2 separate regions of the Mus musculus genome follow, and region 2 is linked to region 1. Evidence: chromatin contacts called from public promoter capture Hi-C data. All regions are on one chromosome and are shown on one strand. The core of a region is the stretch at or near the end of the contact, and the rest is flanking DNA. Distances in the headings are between cores, read along the strand shown.

Region 1 (7,694 bases), core at 3,679-6,178:
AGGTTTAATCCCAGTCCTTTTATAGCTATTACAAACTGTTTAGAACAATTCATAATACAGGTTAGCATTTAGTCAATCAAACTCATGGTTTTGTCAGATACTAGTCTGTATTATCACCAAAATATATACTCTGGGTTGTACAGATATTAGATAGCTGGAGACTGGCAACATTTGTTTGTTCAGATATGCTATGAATAGATAGATGATCTTCAAATCCTCAGAGGCTCACAGACTATGACATTTAAAGATTTTTTTTTTTTTATTAATTTAAGGCTTTTTTGATTTTGAGACATGTCAGCTTCTGGCAGCACCCCATTCAACTTGGACAAGGATGATGAGCACTGGAGAACCTCCACTTGAAGTTGCTTCAATTGTGGCAAGCCAGCCACTGATCAAAGACAATGCTCTAACTTTATCTGAAAACAGATTGCCATCCAGAAAGGACAACTGGATGCAGGGAATTCATCTGTCAAGACAGAGCAAGCAAGTCCTTCATAATTCCTGCTTCACAAAAAGTCTGTCAGATATTCTGTGCCAGAAGGCTGAAGATAGATGCTTCAACATTATTGAAAATATTGGGAACTATCTAAACGGTCAGCTGTCTCTGTCATCTCTATATTTTTGGAATATAAAAATGCGTCCTTGTGCTTCCTGCATACTTGGGTAATATTTATTTACTTCTCAGGCCGCTGATTGGGGTTGAAGACTTAGTCATAGTGTTACTATAAGCTTAAGGATTTAAAAGGATGTTCTAGAACTAAGAAGGTAATTTTAGGAGCATAATACAAGTTAGGATAAAAATTAATTTAGATACAGAATTCTGAACTTACCAAGATAGAATAAATAATAGAATACTTTCTCCTGAGTTGCCAAATACAAACAGACTGGATATTTTGAATGTAACTTTTCTTAATAATTTTCATAATAATTTCATAATTGTTCCTAGGGTATGCTATTTATTATTATAAGAAAAAGAACCTATTTTATTTAGACAAAAAAGGGGTACTGTGGAGGTTTAGTCTATTGTTATGTATTGTAATGCTAAATTTTATACCCAAAGGTCTAGGCCTAAGAGTGACTTCTCATGTTACAAACTTTTGCTGTGTAAACCTTGTTCCTTAATTTAAAACTATGTGGCTGTATCCAATTTTATAGATATTAGAGGTAGGTTCAATGGAGTGACCTGGTTGGAGGAAAACAGGAGGAAAGAGGAAGAAAGATAGGGAAGGAGGAAGCTGCCATGAGGGGAGAGGAACCATGAGCACATGGTCAGGAGAAACAGTAGGTATCTGGAGTACACCACTGGGGAGGTAGTCATGCTATCAGTGAGAAGAGTAGATTGGGTGTAAACCTCCAGTAATTATCAAGGCCAAATAAAATAACCATAGTCTGAGTCTCATTTATGTATAAACTAGTCAGGGATAAGATTAAGTTGGTTTTAATGCAGTTTGTTTGAAGGGGTTGTTTTATTTTTATTTTTTAAATTCGTTATATGTTCTGAAAATAATCCTCTGTCAGGTATATAGTTGGTAGAAATTCTCATTCATTCTGGGGGTCAAGTATTCACTCAAAAACCTTAGCTACAGAAGTTGTTTTGTGTGTGTGTGCTTTGTTTTGTTTTTAGTTTATGGAATTCCATGTGTCAACTTTTGGCCTAATTTCTTGGGCAAATGGAGACCTATTCAGAACATTTTTTTTTCTATACCTATGTCCTATGGAATACTGTCTTTGTTTTTGACTAGCGGTTTCAGTGTTTCCTATCAAGCTCTTTGTTTTATTTGGAGATAGTTTGGATCTAATATGATTCTTCTGGAAGCATGTATCTAGTTTTCCTATAAGATTATTAAGGATGCTTTGTTTGTTGTTTGTGGGGTTTTTTGTTGTTGTTGTTTTGGTATTGAGTTGTTTTTCTTTATATATTGTGAGCATTAACTTCTTGTCAGAGTTGTACTTGACAATTCTTTTTTTCCTATAATCAGTATAGTATCATGTATTTCCCGACCTATTGATTGTTGCATTATGTTGTACAGAAGCCTTTTAATTTAATGTCCTCCTGCTGGTCTATTTGTGGTTTTATTTCCCCATGTTTTGGGGGGAGGTCTTGCTTAGGAAAATTACAACCTTGCCAATTTAGTGTAAGGTTTTAGTGTACTGTGTTTTCTCCCAGTAGAAAACTTGCTTAAAGTTAACTCCAAGGAGTTTAAATCTAAGATGAGGTGTTATGGTATGCAGATATGATTGGTATAATCAAATACTACTGTTGTTCAGTATTTCAGGCTGGTAGACATTTAATCTCATTTAAGAACCTACTGAGGAGCCCAGAAACTTGGCAGGGCCTAAAAGAAATAGAGCTAATATTTAATTTTGCTATGTCTCCCGGGAACTGACTTAACACACTGGTGGTAGAGTCAGCATGCACTGTTATTCTGCAGGATGGTGGCTTTGTAAAGGCTCTTCCATTCCCTGCCAAGCAGCAGTTTCCACCAACATACTGTTTCAAAGCCTTTGGGGTATCATATTCACTCTCAAAGTGTTATGCCATTATTTTTGTAATTATAAATGTCATGCTTGAGGCCTTTAGAAAAGATTAAGAATATTTTACTTGTAGCTATCAAATTAGCATCACAAATATTCTTTCACAGGTATCAAAAATTCATCTGCAATACTCCCATTGCTTAAAGTTCTGAGGTAGTTGGGAAAACATGCCTTAGGAGGCGGCTTAGGGTTTCCGTTCCTGTGAAGAGATACTATGACCAAGACAACATTTACAAGGTAAACATTTAATTGGGGCTGGCTTACAGGTTCAGCGGTTCAGTACATTATCATCATAGTAGGAAGCCTGATAGTGTTCAGACAGGCATGGTGCTGGAGAAGGAGCTGAGAGCTCTACATCTTAATTAGAAGGCAGCCACCAGAGACTGTGTCTTGCAGGAGGCAGAGCTTGAGCGCTAGCAGATGGTTTGCTCATGTGGCTTATGGGGGGAAAAGCATCCTTGTAACCTAAAAGTATAAACTGAAACAGTAAATGATGGAGAAGAAACTGTAAAGCTTTATCAGGAGAAAGAGAGCTAAGATTGGTTATGGGGTGGGAAGGCAGAGCAGTACAGAGTAAGCAAACCTCTTATGGAAGAACATGGCCTATAGGACTTCCACAGCTAAGGAGAAATCGGTGAGTGGCTTTAAACTTTAATTACAGGATGACTTTCTTCTGGGGAAATAATTCAACTGTTGACTTTAGGTTGGAGGTAAATACTAAAGCTGTAAAGGTTCTGTGGCTCTTAAAAAGTGTATTGCACGTCCCCCTTGATGGCAGATTATCTGCTTAATAAGTGTTTTCACCGAATATTTTGAGCTCATTGTTGAGATACACTGCTCAGAAAATTAAAAATATATACATTATTTTCAAATTATTGCTTCTAGGTTAATGTACCTAGTTACCCCAAAGCTTCAGTGCAGGTGTCTAGTGAGATTGATATTCTTTTCATGGCCATGGAGCAAGGAGTCACTTTGGTTGTTACATCTTTTTGTTTAAGAAATACATTCTAGGGAGATAGCGGAGAGTGAGCTCAGAGGTTATGAGATCACTCTTCTCTTGCACAAGATCTGAGTTCAGCTCTGAGCACCCATATTGTGTGGCTCAGCCTTGTCGGATAGAGTAGTGATCTCTTTCTTTGCAAACCAGAACTTGTGTTTATTTTTAACACGTTTCTATAGGTGCCTCCTCTTCTGCCAGCCAGGAGCTTGACTGAGCAGCCATCAGCTTCAAAGCAAATCCTCTATCAAGAGAAAGGTACTGTGCTGAGAATTCAGTCAAAATATTTAAACATTTTGATATTTATACTCTGTTTAGACATGATGTATACTTACTGGACCACAACACAGAAACCAGAAAAAAAAATTAAAATTTTCTTAATTGCAATATTTATCACTATGGACTGGATCCAAGCCTAGCTTAGACATGATACAACACACCTGTATTGTTTCCAAACAAGGCAGCTGAGTTATATGAAAAGTGGGGATTCACGTGTAAGATCTGAGTGTGTCCAATAAGTCGGTTCTCCTGTCTGTACTATCATTAGATTATTTACCATCTACTAGGTGGTAAGACACAGTATTTTCATGAACAGATGTCTCACAACAGGGAATTTCCAGAAAGCCAAATAACAAGCGAACCTTTTCCTCCCCTGGAATTAGCTCTGGTGATTACAAAACAACCAAACAAACAAACAAAAAAAAAAATTACTCCACAGAAAAAAATTCGAAGGACATACAAAGCACTTGGTAAACACACTATTGAAATCCTCAGAGGAGAGACTTTTATGTCTACTGAAGATAGAATTCTCCCTTTGGAAAAGATACTGGGAGGCCTGCTTCAGCATAGCTGTATAATTTTTTTTCTCTTAAAACGTTTAAACATTTAAAGCCTTAGTAATTTTCTTGGCAAGAATAAATTTCTCTCTGGCTTCATTTTTCTCAGTTCCTTTTGAAGACATCGTCTCTGCCTTTTTTTTTTTTTTTTTTTTTTTTCCTTAGCAGATCGAATTCTTTTGGTTTAGTGGATTAATTGTATATTTGTTTGGGTATTATAATTGCTCAGCATCGTGAATTCCGTTTTATGTAACTTTCTGCCTTTTTATGAAAACCACAACTCACATCAAGCCTACCGCTCTGGCAAAGAGCCCCGCCCTCTCTGGCAAGAGGTCCCGCCCCTTCTTTCGGGCCCCGCCCATCCTGCATTTGCTAAAGCCACGGGAGGCGGGGAAAAGAGAGAGGCACAACCACCGCGAGACTTAAACCGTCTTCTACCGGGACCTCAGGGACGGGACATGCGCAGAGGTGCTTTTTGAAGCCAACACCGGAAAGAGGGGCGGAGCGTCCCGACTGGTCCTGCGCGTTCGCCTGGAGCGAGCGCTCCTGCTGGCCTCCTCAGCTGGCGCTGGCGGCTTCCGGCCTGGGTGCCAGGCTTCACCCAGCGTGCAGCGCGCATGCGCAACTCCCGCAGGTGAGTGTGGCGACTGTGGGCCCGGGATCTGCAGCCTGCGAGGAGGGCCGGGCCCGGCGACAGGTGCCTGCAGAGCGGCTGAGGTAGGTGAGGGTGCGTGCGGGCTCTGGGGTTAGAGTCGCGGCGGAGGGAGGCTGGCTCTGCGCGTCAGGGAAACTCCGAGGGCTCCTGCGCAGCTCCGGGATCCGGAGTGATCGGCCCTGCGAGGCCCCGCGGCTCGGCCCCAGCCCGGACGTGGGCCGAGCCCTTCTCGCGTGGGACGGGTGCTTGCTGCCCACGCTTGCGTGCTGAGGCCCTGTCACGAGCTGTCCCTCCGGCTCCTTCTTCGAGGATAACTTGCCTTGCAGGCTGGCGGTGCGTGGGACGACAGGTAGCTGGGAGGGATGCAGAGGCCGCCAAGTTAGGCTGGCAAACTCTCAAGCATTACAGTCGCCTGCAGAAGCGCCCTGGCTCCTGTGCATTGTGTGCACTTTGACGCTGCAGGTAGCGCTAGGTTGGTGAACGAAGATGTTGGTTTCTGGTTAAGGTACCCTGTGGGAGGAACGGTATTGTTTACAGTCTTGCCTTTTCACCGTGGTGCCTTTTAATCCACTTGGCTTGAATTTATCATGGCAAGTCTATGTTTTTCTCCTACGTGTTTGCCTTTGCTCCTGTATTTGCCTAGGTCCCATGATCGCTAACACCACTTTATTCTTTGTCTAAGCTTTTACTCTTTGTCTCAGTTAGGGTTTTACTCCCGTGAATAGACACCATGACCAAGGCAAGTCTTATAAAGGATGACATTTAATTGGCACTGGCTTACAGGTTCTGAGGTTCAGTCCATTGTCATCAAGGTGGGAGCATGGCAGCATCCAGGCAGGCATGGTGCAGAAGATGCTTAGAACTCCACATCTTCATCTGAAGCCTGCTAGCAGAATACTGGCTTCCAGGCAGCTCTTGCAGTCACACACTTACTGCAACAAGGCCACACCTATTCCAATTGGTCCAAACCTTTGAATAGTGATACTCCCTGCCAATCACACTGTTAATCCATAAAACTAGTGTGTGTGTGTGTGTGTGTGTGTGTGTGTGTGTGTTCTTCCCTCCTCTGTATAAGGATCGATCGAAGTTTTGTTAACGCTTTGGGATTGTCAAGCTCATTGGAATTAAAAGAGCAGTGGTGTGGGGTTAAATACAACTAACATGTGAGACAGGCATTTATTTCTGATGTAGTGAGAGGTTTGTCTTCCTAGTTGTTGGCCATCAAGTATAGTATTATAATTTGTCTTCTTTAATGGGATTGTTTCTTAACTGAAAATTTCTACCAAACATGAGTGAAACTGTCACAGCATTTGATACATGAGATCATGGTTAAAGTGTTTCTTACCTGTTAGTTTTGTCCTTGAGGTGACCAATTACCAATCCCTTCTGATGGGAAGACACAGTGGGGTGTTCTTGTTGCAGCAGCTTGGTCACACCTTGTTGCTCACACCTGGGTAGATAAGAAAACAGACAGGATAGGAAACAAGACTGGTCCCCCAGGCTCAGCAACCAGCATCGGACTCCCTACTCCTAGGCCCCATCTCAGTTCTGACATGTAATCTGTGAGGAGCTTTTATAGCCAAAGCACAGCAGCTATTACTTGACTTAAGTCTTCTTATCAATTTACCTATTTTGAAGAGTTCACATTATATAACAGACTTAAGTTTTGTGTAAGGGCTACTGAGGAATGTGCCTAGTATCACAGGGTTATTGTTAAGATAAGGAACTGGGTTAGGATGTGCTTCATGAAATGAGGATATTTTCACTGTGAATGAAAGTCAGAGTCTTGTGTGTGAGAGTCCTAGAAAATATCCAGTAGAGGAGTGAGGCCCAGCCTAGGTTTGTGCACATTAGGGCTGTAAGCCTGAATATTGCAATGTTTATGTTTTTGTTTGGAACTATTTCCTCATAAAAGATATATCACCTCAGTGTTGGTAACCTTCACAGCAGATGTACATTGTTAATTTTCCTGGAGTCTAGATTTGCAGTTAGCCAGAGGCTTTAACCAGACTTGACTGTATGGACTCTATTCTCTTAGTTTTCCTGTCTTTATCCTGCCTCACACCAACTATTCCATTTGTCATTTAGAATTCACATTTACTTATCAAGAAAGTGGAAGCGTGAAAATGAGCAGCCGAAGGAAACGTGCTCCCCCGATGAAGGTCGATGAAGAAAGGCAACAGCAGCTTCACTGGAACATGCATGAGGACCTGAGGAGTGAGCCGCTCACCATGACGGTCGGGGAACAGGCCTGTTCAGATGCAGACTCTTCTTCTGATTGCATCATCATCGATGAAGGCCCTCCTGAGAGTGCACTTCACAGAGATAAGAAGAGGCGTTCAGAGACTGTGAGCGTCTTAGAGGCCACCGAGGAAGAGACCCGTTTGTCTGTGACTTTGAATGTTACAGTTTCTCCCTATCGTGTGGATAATTCTTGGAAAGCATTTCTGGGAGATTTTGCTCTTCAGCTTCTCCCCAAAGAGAGTTTAGTTGAACATTTTTCTGAAAGGACTTTTACATTGAGTCCTTCAGAGTCAAGCAGTCAGTTCCTGATCTATGTTCATTCAGAATGTAAAAATGTAGAGAAACAAGAAAATGTTCTTGAAGGATCAGCCGGTGTTTGTAGCAAGGGAATCCGAGTGGAATCCTCCTTCAGTAGTGACATGTTACA
Region 2 (7,676 bases), core at 2,209-4,708, about 20 Mb after region 1:
TCCATATGTGCTTTTAAAATCCAATCAAACTGACAATCATAGTCCTATCACACCATCTGACGTATTGGGACATTCTGCTCACTTGTAACTATCTTTCTCCCAACTGTAATCTAAGCCCCGTGTGGCAAGAGTTTGTGTTTTCTCTCTTCGTATTCATCAGGCTTCTGTGTCACTGTTTCCAAATACTGGAGAAAAACAACCTATTGAGGGAATATTTTTTCCCTCAAGGTTTCAGAGGGTTCAACCCATCCCATCATGGTAGGTAAGGGTGGTGGACCAGAACATTGTATCAGACAGGAAGCACAGGAAAGGCTGTCCTAGCATCTCTTCTGATTCCATGATAAAATACCTTGACAAGAGGCAACACAGGGAGAAAGGGCTTATTTTAGGTCACATTCCAGGCTACAGTACATAAAAGCAGCAAGTCACATCACATCTACACATCCACAGTCGAGAGAAGAGAGAAATGAGTCCTTGTGCACATGTGTGTTGCTCTGCTGACTATCCAAATGCAAGGAATAGTACCTCCCATTCTCCAGCTGGGTCATCACTCATCATTAAGACAATCCCTCACAGACACTCCCACAGGCCAACCTAATCTACACAATCTCTCATTGATACTCTTGTCTCATGTGATTCTAGATTGTGTCACCTTGACAATTAAAGCTGATTATTACATTAACCAAAGGAAGATATGGCCCATGGTGCACACCCCAGCCATCCACTTCCTCTAGCTATCCCATCTTCTACTTTAGCCAATAATACTATAAATAATAATAATATAAAACCTTCAAGGGATGAATTCACTCATTAAGACAGAACTACTGTGCTTTAATCCTCTCAGAAATGCCTTCATGGATACACTTAGAGGTGTGCTTTATGAAACCATTGCATGTTTCTCAATCTAGTCAAATTAAGAATGGAGATTAAACTTTTAGTTAGGGTTTTTGTTTTTGTTTTTTGAGACAGAGGTTTTCTGTGTAGTTCCGACTGTCCAATAACTCACTCAGAAAAGGCTGTCATAGTACCAACTGGACCTAAACTCAGATAGTTGTTTGCCTCTGGCCCTGAGTGCTAGGATTAAAGGCATGTACCACCATGTGCCTAAAAAATAGGTTTTAAGAGAGCAAAGATAAAGGATCAGACTTTCACTGATAAATCCCTAGTACTAGTCTTTGGAATAAATTGTAGAATCAAGTGAATACATTGAATATTGACTTGAGTAGTTATTAAATTTCTGTGGTATGCAAACATCAACTAAATGGTCAACATTTAAAGGGACAAGTCAGTAGTTTTTCAGAGGTTTCTCCTGCCCAAGATTCCCCTGACGTGGAAAGCTGGAGCTTAGGTCCAGGTCAGAGTTCTCTCCATGCTATGCTGCTTGTCTCCTCTAGGGTCAGTAACTCACCTAAAAACTGCCTACAACTCTGCCGGCCTCTCAAAAAGCCTCACTACACACCCGAGGCAACACACACTTCTTACATCCCCGAGAACCACTGTGTTCCTTTGCAAGAGATCTTTAAGTAACACCAGTGTTTCAAGACATCTGTCACTCATGAGGTCTCTAGGTGTTTCCTCTGCTCCTATTCTAAGAAGAATGTTCTTTCACTGCTAAATCTTGATGTGAGTGATGGGTGCTGTCAGACCACAGTCTAAGAATGGAGTTGAGCAAGGGGAATCTTGAGTGCTTGTGAGAAAACTCCAAGAAAACAAGGCAAGAGTCTTATGACCACAGCTTCTTGAAACCCCAGAATCGTTCTTGGATTGTGTTTTTTGTACTCCTCCCAAGTATAATGGATAGGAGTGAGTTATTTCAGCTGATATTCTTCATGTGCATCTATGAAAAAAAACATTTTCTTGTCACATATGGCTTGTCTTTGTCATCAAATACTTTACTCATTTGAATCTTCTTAACCCTCAGAGTACAAATTGCTGGATGCTCTGACTAAAGAGCCCCTACTCTCCCAAGTTCACACTGTCAAACTAGGGTGGTGAGCAAGGTGCTATTTAAGATATTCTACTTCCATAAAGTCCTATTTATGATTTCCAGAAAGTTTTATACTCTAAAAAGCCACTTTCACAGGCATTTTTACTGCGATAACACCTGATTCAAACACTCTGATTAGAGTGACTAACAGTATGATTTATAGGGAGAAAGCAGATAGGGACTATATATAAAACCAGGAATAGGGCTTTCTACACCTAGGACCTTAGCATAGCAAGGCAGCCTGGTGGTGCTGGCATTTGAAGCTTGTGCTTTATAGATAACACAAACCACTCACCTACTTCAGTGCTGGAGAGCACTTGGGACCTCATGCACAGCTACACTACACTGCCAACTTTTCATTTCTTCTGTAGAGCTGACTTTAGAATCCTGGATGCTGCTCATGGATGCTACTTCAGTGCTGGAGAGCACTTGGGACCTCATGCACAGCTACACTATACTGCCAACTTTTCATTTCTTCTGTAGAGCTGACTTTAGAATCCTGGATGCTGCTCATGGATGCTGCCTCAGGGTTCTGTAGAATCTACTGAGCAACATTCTATACCAACATTATGCTATGATGACTATACATTTTCTAGTATAGTTCCCGGTATAGTATTCGGGCTCATATGGAAGAGGTGGTAGGTATATCAAGTAGTGAGAAACGAGAACAGACAATGGTTCATTAGAACCATCACCTTTTAGGGCCCTGTAAATAAATAAACCTACTTTGTTACAAATAAAATTGGAATTCCTTTTTATTTCTCTTTCTTCTTGAATCTTATTCATATCCTCGACTCCCTCTGCTTGAATTTGTCCATATCCATTAACTGCATTTAAAAGTTTGTACCATCAAATTGTCAATGGAAACTAGTCAGGTAGTCCTGGAAGATCCTGATCAGTTTCCTGGCAGAATGGATGCTTGTGGTTTCACCATGGGCTTCCTCTTACTAGCCCATTTCCTGCTTCCTCCAAAGTTTCCTGGTATGTCTGCCAAGCATTGCCTCCCTTCACAGGCTTGCCCAGTGCCTTTGTTAAACTGGTTAAGCGAAGCTTCTTATAGCTAGCTCTTCCTGCCAATCAGACACTGGGCTTCTAAGAAGCAAGGTTTGCAGGCATTATCCAGCTTCATCCTCCTTAGGCCTTTCTGCCCTTAGCGTCAAGCTGCGATTCCTGTGAAAGTTGATGGTTACTTGGGCAGAGACCATCCAAAGTCTGAGCACAGACCTTAGTACAGAGAAAGTGCTCTACCAAAGGAGGAAGTGGGGCTGTGAGGAGGAGCCAAAGGGTGGGGAGGAGCTGAAGGAGGGCGGGGAGGAGCTGAAGGAGGGCGGGGAGGAGCTGAAGGAGGGCGGGGAGGAGCTGAAGAAGGGCGGGGAGGAGCTGAAGGAGGGCGGGGAGGAGCTGAAGGAGGGCGGGGAGGAGCTGAAGGGGAATGGGGAGGGGCTTGAGGTTGACACCGCCCAGCTCTTATGCACTTCAGCATGGCTTTGGCCTCGTCCGGCTCTGGAGCCGGGCTGTTGCGTTTTCTGCGTCTAGTTGGGCAGCTCAAGGTGAGCGGGTGGGATCGGCTTGGCCGGGAGGCGGTGCGGCCCAGCTCAGGCACCGACCTCACGCAACCTCCCTCGCTCAGCCCGGCGTTGCTGGCGGGTACGCAGCCGAGGCTGGACCGGGGACTCGTGCACGCTCCATGCCCAGCGCGGCCACAACCCAGGCCATGGCGATGCTGCGGAGCGGCAGCGGAAGGCAGGAGCCGAAACCCCTGCACGTAGGCTGTGGAAACCTTCCTCTATCACCGTGACTTCCGGAACTGTTGGTTTCAGTAAATCGGTTTCAGCGTGCACCAGCCCTTGCTTGGCAGAGCTTGTGCAGAGCCCCCTTTGTTCCAAGATGAGCTGTTCTGTAACACTGCGACTATTTGTGAAATTCGTTAGATGCATAGAACTCCCAGAGAAAATGCAGACTTACACAGGTTGAGAAGTAGTGAAAGGCTTGACTGCCATGGAAACTCCTCCAAGCCATCTGAGTTAGAATTGGAGAGTCTGTCACATGTTGCATGTACAAAATATTCTATTATTGTATGAAATGAGTTTTTGGACGGCACAAACCTACTACTCTCATAGTTAGGAATAATACTGGGGCTTTGCTTTGCATTTTTCCTAACTACACCACAGATGAACAGCACAGGCTGGCAGCCTGGAACTTGGGTCTTCACCTGTTGAGTTCTTAGATTCCAGGCGTGTACCACCAGGCGTACCACCAGTTTTGCTTTTATGTCTAAAAACTTTTTGTGTATTATCCCATAGTTATACTTCACTAGCACAGAGTAAAGACTATTGGACTTTTGTATACTTTTGAACATTTTTGTATATTTGTGAATTGTCCACTCACTAGTGAGATTTCAGATTTTTATCGATATGATTAGTTTAAATGAAACATTTTTAAAAAAATAGGTTTGAAACCACGACTCAGCTGACATGTGGCTCTGTGGCCATTCTCTGGCATTTTCTTGAAGAGCACCTGTCATTTTTTGTTGTTGTTCCCAGGGATAGTGTTTTGTTTAATTCCTTATCTTATTTATTAGAGAGTTCCACGGACTGGCTGGGTATACAGAAATGTCGAAAAGCCAGAAAGCGTGTCAGATCACATGTACCGGATGGCAGTTATGGCCATGGTGACCAGAGATGACCGTCTTAACAAGGATAGGTAAGTTATTTGAACATTGATGCTTATGAAGGTTTCTGGACTCTGTGTGAGGATGACTTCAGTTGTAAACTATAGTAAGTTTTCTGTTACATTCTGCGTTGGTCTCAGGGGAAACAAGTGAGAAGTTAGGGCCTTAAAGGGTGAATATGTGTGAATTGTATCTTTGCATTAATTAGTATTTACTTGGCTTTGAACTATCTGCTTTTATGAATAATGATAGCCATTTCTGAGGCCATATTGTTGAACTAGTGTGGCAATAACTACATAGGAGCTATAAAGAGTTAGCATCTCTTTAGATCATCAGCAAGTTTTTGTTTTTGTTCTTTTTAATGCTTGATAATCACAAGACAAGAGTTTACAAAGAAGACAGCAAATGAATTGCACAGGACTGATGTGGCTTCAATAAAAATTACAAAATAAGTTAGGGTAGGAAATTAGCCAGTTGTTCCAGTAGCAGGGAAGATCTCATGTTCTTGGTTGGTCTTCACGGGTTAGATGGCATCTGAGCTAAGTGACATAGGTTAAGAAGTAGGGAAAGGCTTTGCATATAGAGTGTCCAGAAACAAAATCCTGGTGGTGAGAAGGTAATGGAGTACTTTGGGGAATAAAAGGAAGTAAGGTTGACTACAGGGATGTTTTTGGGGAGCCCAGCAAGTCCTGTTGCTCTGCAGATAGAGTAGAACTTAGGGAACTTAGAAACAAAAACCACAAGACAAAAATGAAAAGTCAATTGGAGATATGAATGAAGTTGGTTAGAGATTTTGACCTGGACCAGAAAAAAAAAAAATGGAGGTGGGAAACCTAGGAGGCTTTGAGACCCTTTGTTGAGTATTAAGACTGAAAAATGCCAGCCATTCTGGGGCACCTGCCTCATTATTTGCACCTGCCATTCTGATGATTATTCTCATAGCCATGAGTTAAATGATCAGTATGGAATGAGAACATTATTTAATGTAATTTTCATGTCTCCCCTATGAAGTACTTCCCTCTATCCCCTGTTAGTGATTCTGGGCATCACACTCAGGACCTTGTGCATGGTAGGCCAGTACACTACAAGCTGTAAGGTCAGTAGCCTTACCATACAAATTCAAAACCCTGTCAGTTCAGCTGCATCCATTACCATATATATTGACTGTTTTGGCAATAGGACATTGGAGTTCTAAATTTTGTGTAAGTAAAACATCTCCTGACTTTGTGGAACCTCCTAAAATGAGCATTTGTAAAATCAGCCATTTTTTTTAAAAGTCAGTTTATCCTATACTCTGTTAGACCATACAGATAGATAGTATTGTGTTAAGTATTTATAAGCAATTCTGATTCAGTACTAATATAGGTTGGTAGAGTATAATTAGTTTAGAAAGTATCGTATTAAAATAGTCTATGGGGGAGAGAAAGAAAAATATATTATTAAGCTTAAAAATAGTATAGAGGGCTGGAGAGATTAGCTCAGTAATTAAGAGTACTGACTGCTCTTCCCCAGGTCTGCGTTGAATTTCCAGCACCCACATGGTGGTTCACAACCGTCTGTAATGGGATCAGATGGTGTGTCTGAAGACAATGGTAGTTTGTTAACATACATTTAAAAAGATAGTGTAGAAAGGATACTTATAGTGAATGTGATTTTGTGTAATTATTCAACATTTCTTGCCTGGTCAGATGTATACGCCTAGCCCTGGTTCACGATATGGCAGAATGCATCGTTGGGGACATAGCACCCGCAGATAACATCCCTAAAGAAGAGAAACACAGGAGAGAAGAGGTCAGTGCTGTTTATCGACTCTGTAAAAGACCTCACGGAGGACCTGTCCCCTAAGCAAATCCATTCACTAGCCCTGTTGCAGTATAGGAGGACACTACCTAGCCAGTCTCAGAAGGGGGAGATTGGAGAGGATGTCTGTTGAGATTTAGGGCCTAAGTGTTCAGATGGAGCTCAACTTATGACAGTCAACTAGCTGAGTCTGTATAGAGCTGAGTCTGTATAGAGTTTGTAGACAACTAGCTGAATCTGTATGGAGTTTGAAGACAACTAGCTGTGTATGTATACTTTGTAGACATCTAGTTTAGTTTGTATAGAGTTAGTAGACAACTAGCTGAGTATGTATAGAGTTTAGTACTTAATAGCTTAGACTTTGTGGGACTAATGACGAGAGGTTTTCAAGAAAGTCTTGCAGTAGGTTGTCCATACTGAGTGTTTTTAGAAAGTTAACGGTCTTCTCTAAGCAAGGGTTTCTTTACCACAGAATTGGTTTTGGCTTATCCCCCTCCTACCCCCCCCCCCATTGTTTAGTGTAAGAATAGGACTATATGCCTGTTCCCCCTGTGTTTGACTCAGGAACAGATGGTCATATTGGTTTTCTATTTTCTTTTCTCTCTTTCTTTTGCTTCTTTAGGACAGACAGGCTTTCTCTGTGTAGCCCCAGCTGTCCTCAAACTCACTCTGTAGACCAGGCTGGCCTTCAAGTCAGAGACTCTCCTGTCTCTGCCTCCCAAGTGTTCAGATTAAAGGTGTGCACCACCACCACCTGGCTTTTAAGCCTATAGCACCTGGTATTCCCAGGCAGTCTCCCATCCAAATACTAGCCAGGCCGGCCTCTGTTCTAAAATCAGACAAAATGGGGCATGTTCAGGGTCATATGACAGTAGACAGGCTTCAGTCTTCTTAGTATGTATAGATAAACGGCATGGCTTTCGTTAGAATAGAAGAAATAGCTGGGACTTAACTCAATGTGTGGAAATTATCTTCCCCATCACAGGTAATCTATTGGGAGAGAAATTCTCTAGATCACAAATATATTCATTATTACAATTACTGTTTAGTAAAATTTTAAGTTAGCCCTGTAGAGGCTAGAACTTTAAAAAGTTAAAAAAAAATTGCTTTCACAGAAATAAAAAGCTTTCATAAGATACTAAATTAGGGTCAGTGGAAGCTACAAACTCTGAGGCCAGGGCTGGAAAGAGACATTTTTGAGGCAGATGCAGAAAAACA

What was found. Promoter capture Hi-C pulls out the DNA fragments that hold promoters and counts their contacts.
Region 2: a promoter capture Hi-C map of pre-B cells shows a contact between it and region 1. The contact joins the promoter of Hddc2 here to the promoter of Shprh in region 1. A contact is called at or near these places in 1 of 39 promoter capture datasets (pre-B cells) and 1 of 484 Hi-C or Micro-C datasets (CD4 T cells).

What each region holds. Positions count from the first base shown.
Region 1 is chr10:11,144,502-11,152,195 of GRCm38.p6, forward strand. Shprh (SNF2 histone linker PHD RING helicase) reads left to right here and starts at 4,929. Exons shown (of 30, transcript NM_001077707.1): 1 at 4,929-5,085; 2 at 7,112-7,694. The coding sequence starts at 7,150.
Region 2 is chr10:31,309,947-31,317,622 of GRCm38.p6, forward strand. It overlaps Hddc2 (HD domain containing 2), which reads left to right and starts at 3,459. Exons shown (of 6, transcript NM_027168.2): 1 at 3,459-3,537; 2 at 4,569-4,690; 3 at 6,347-6,449. The coding sequence starts at 3,469.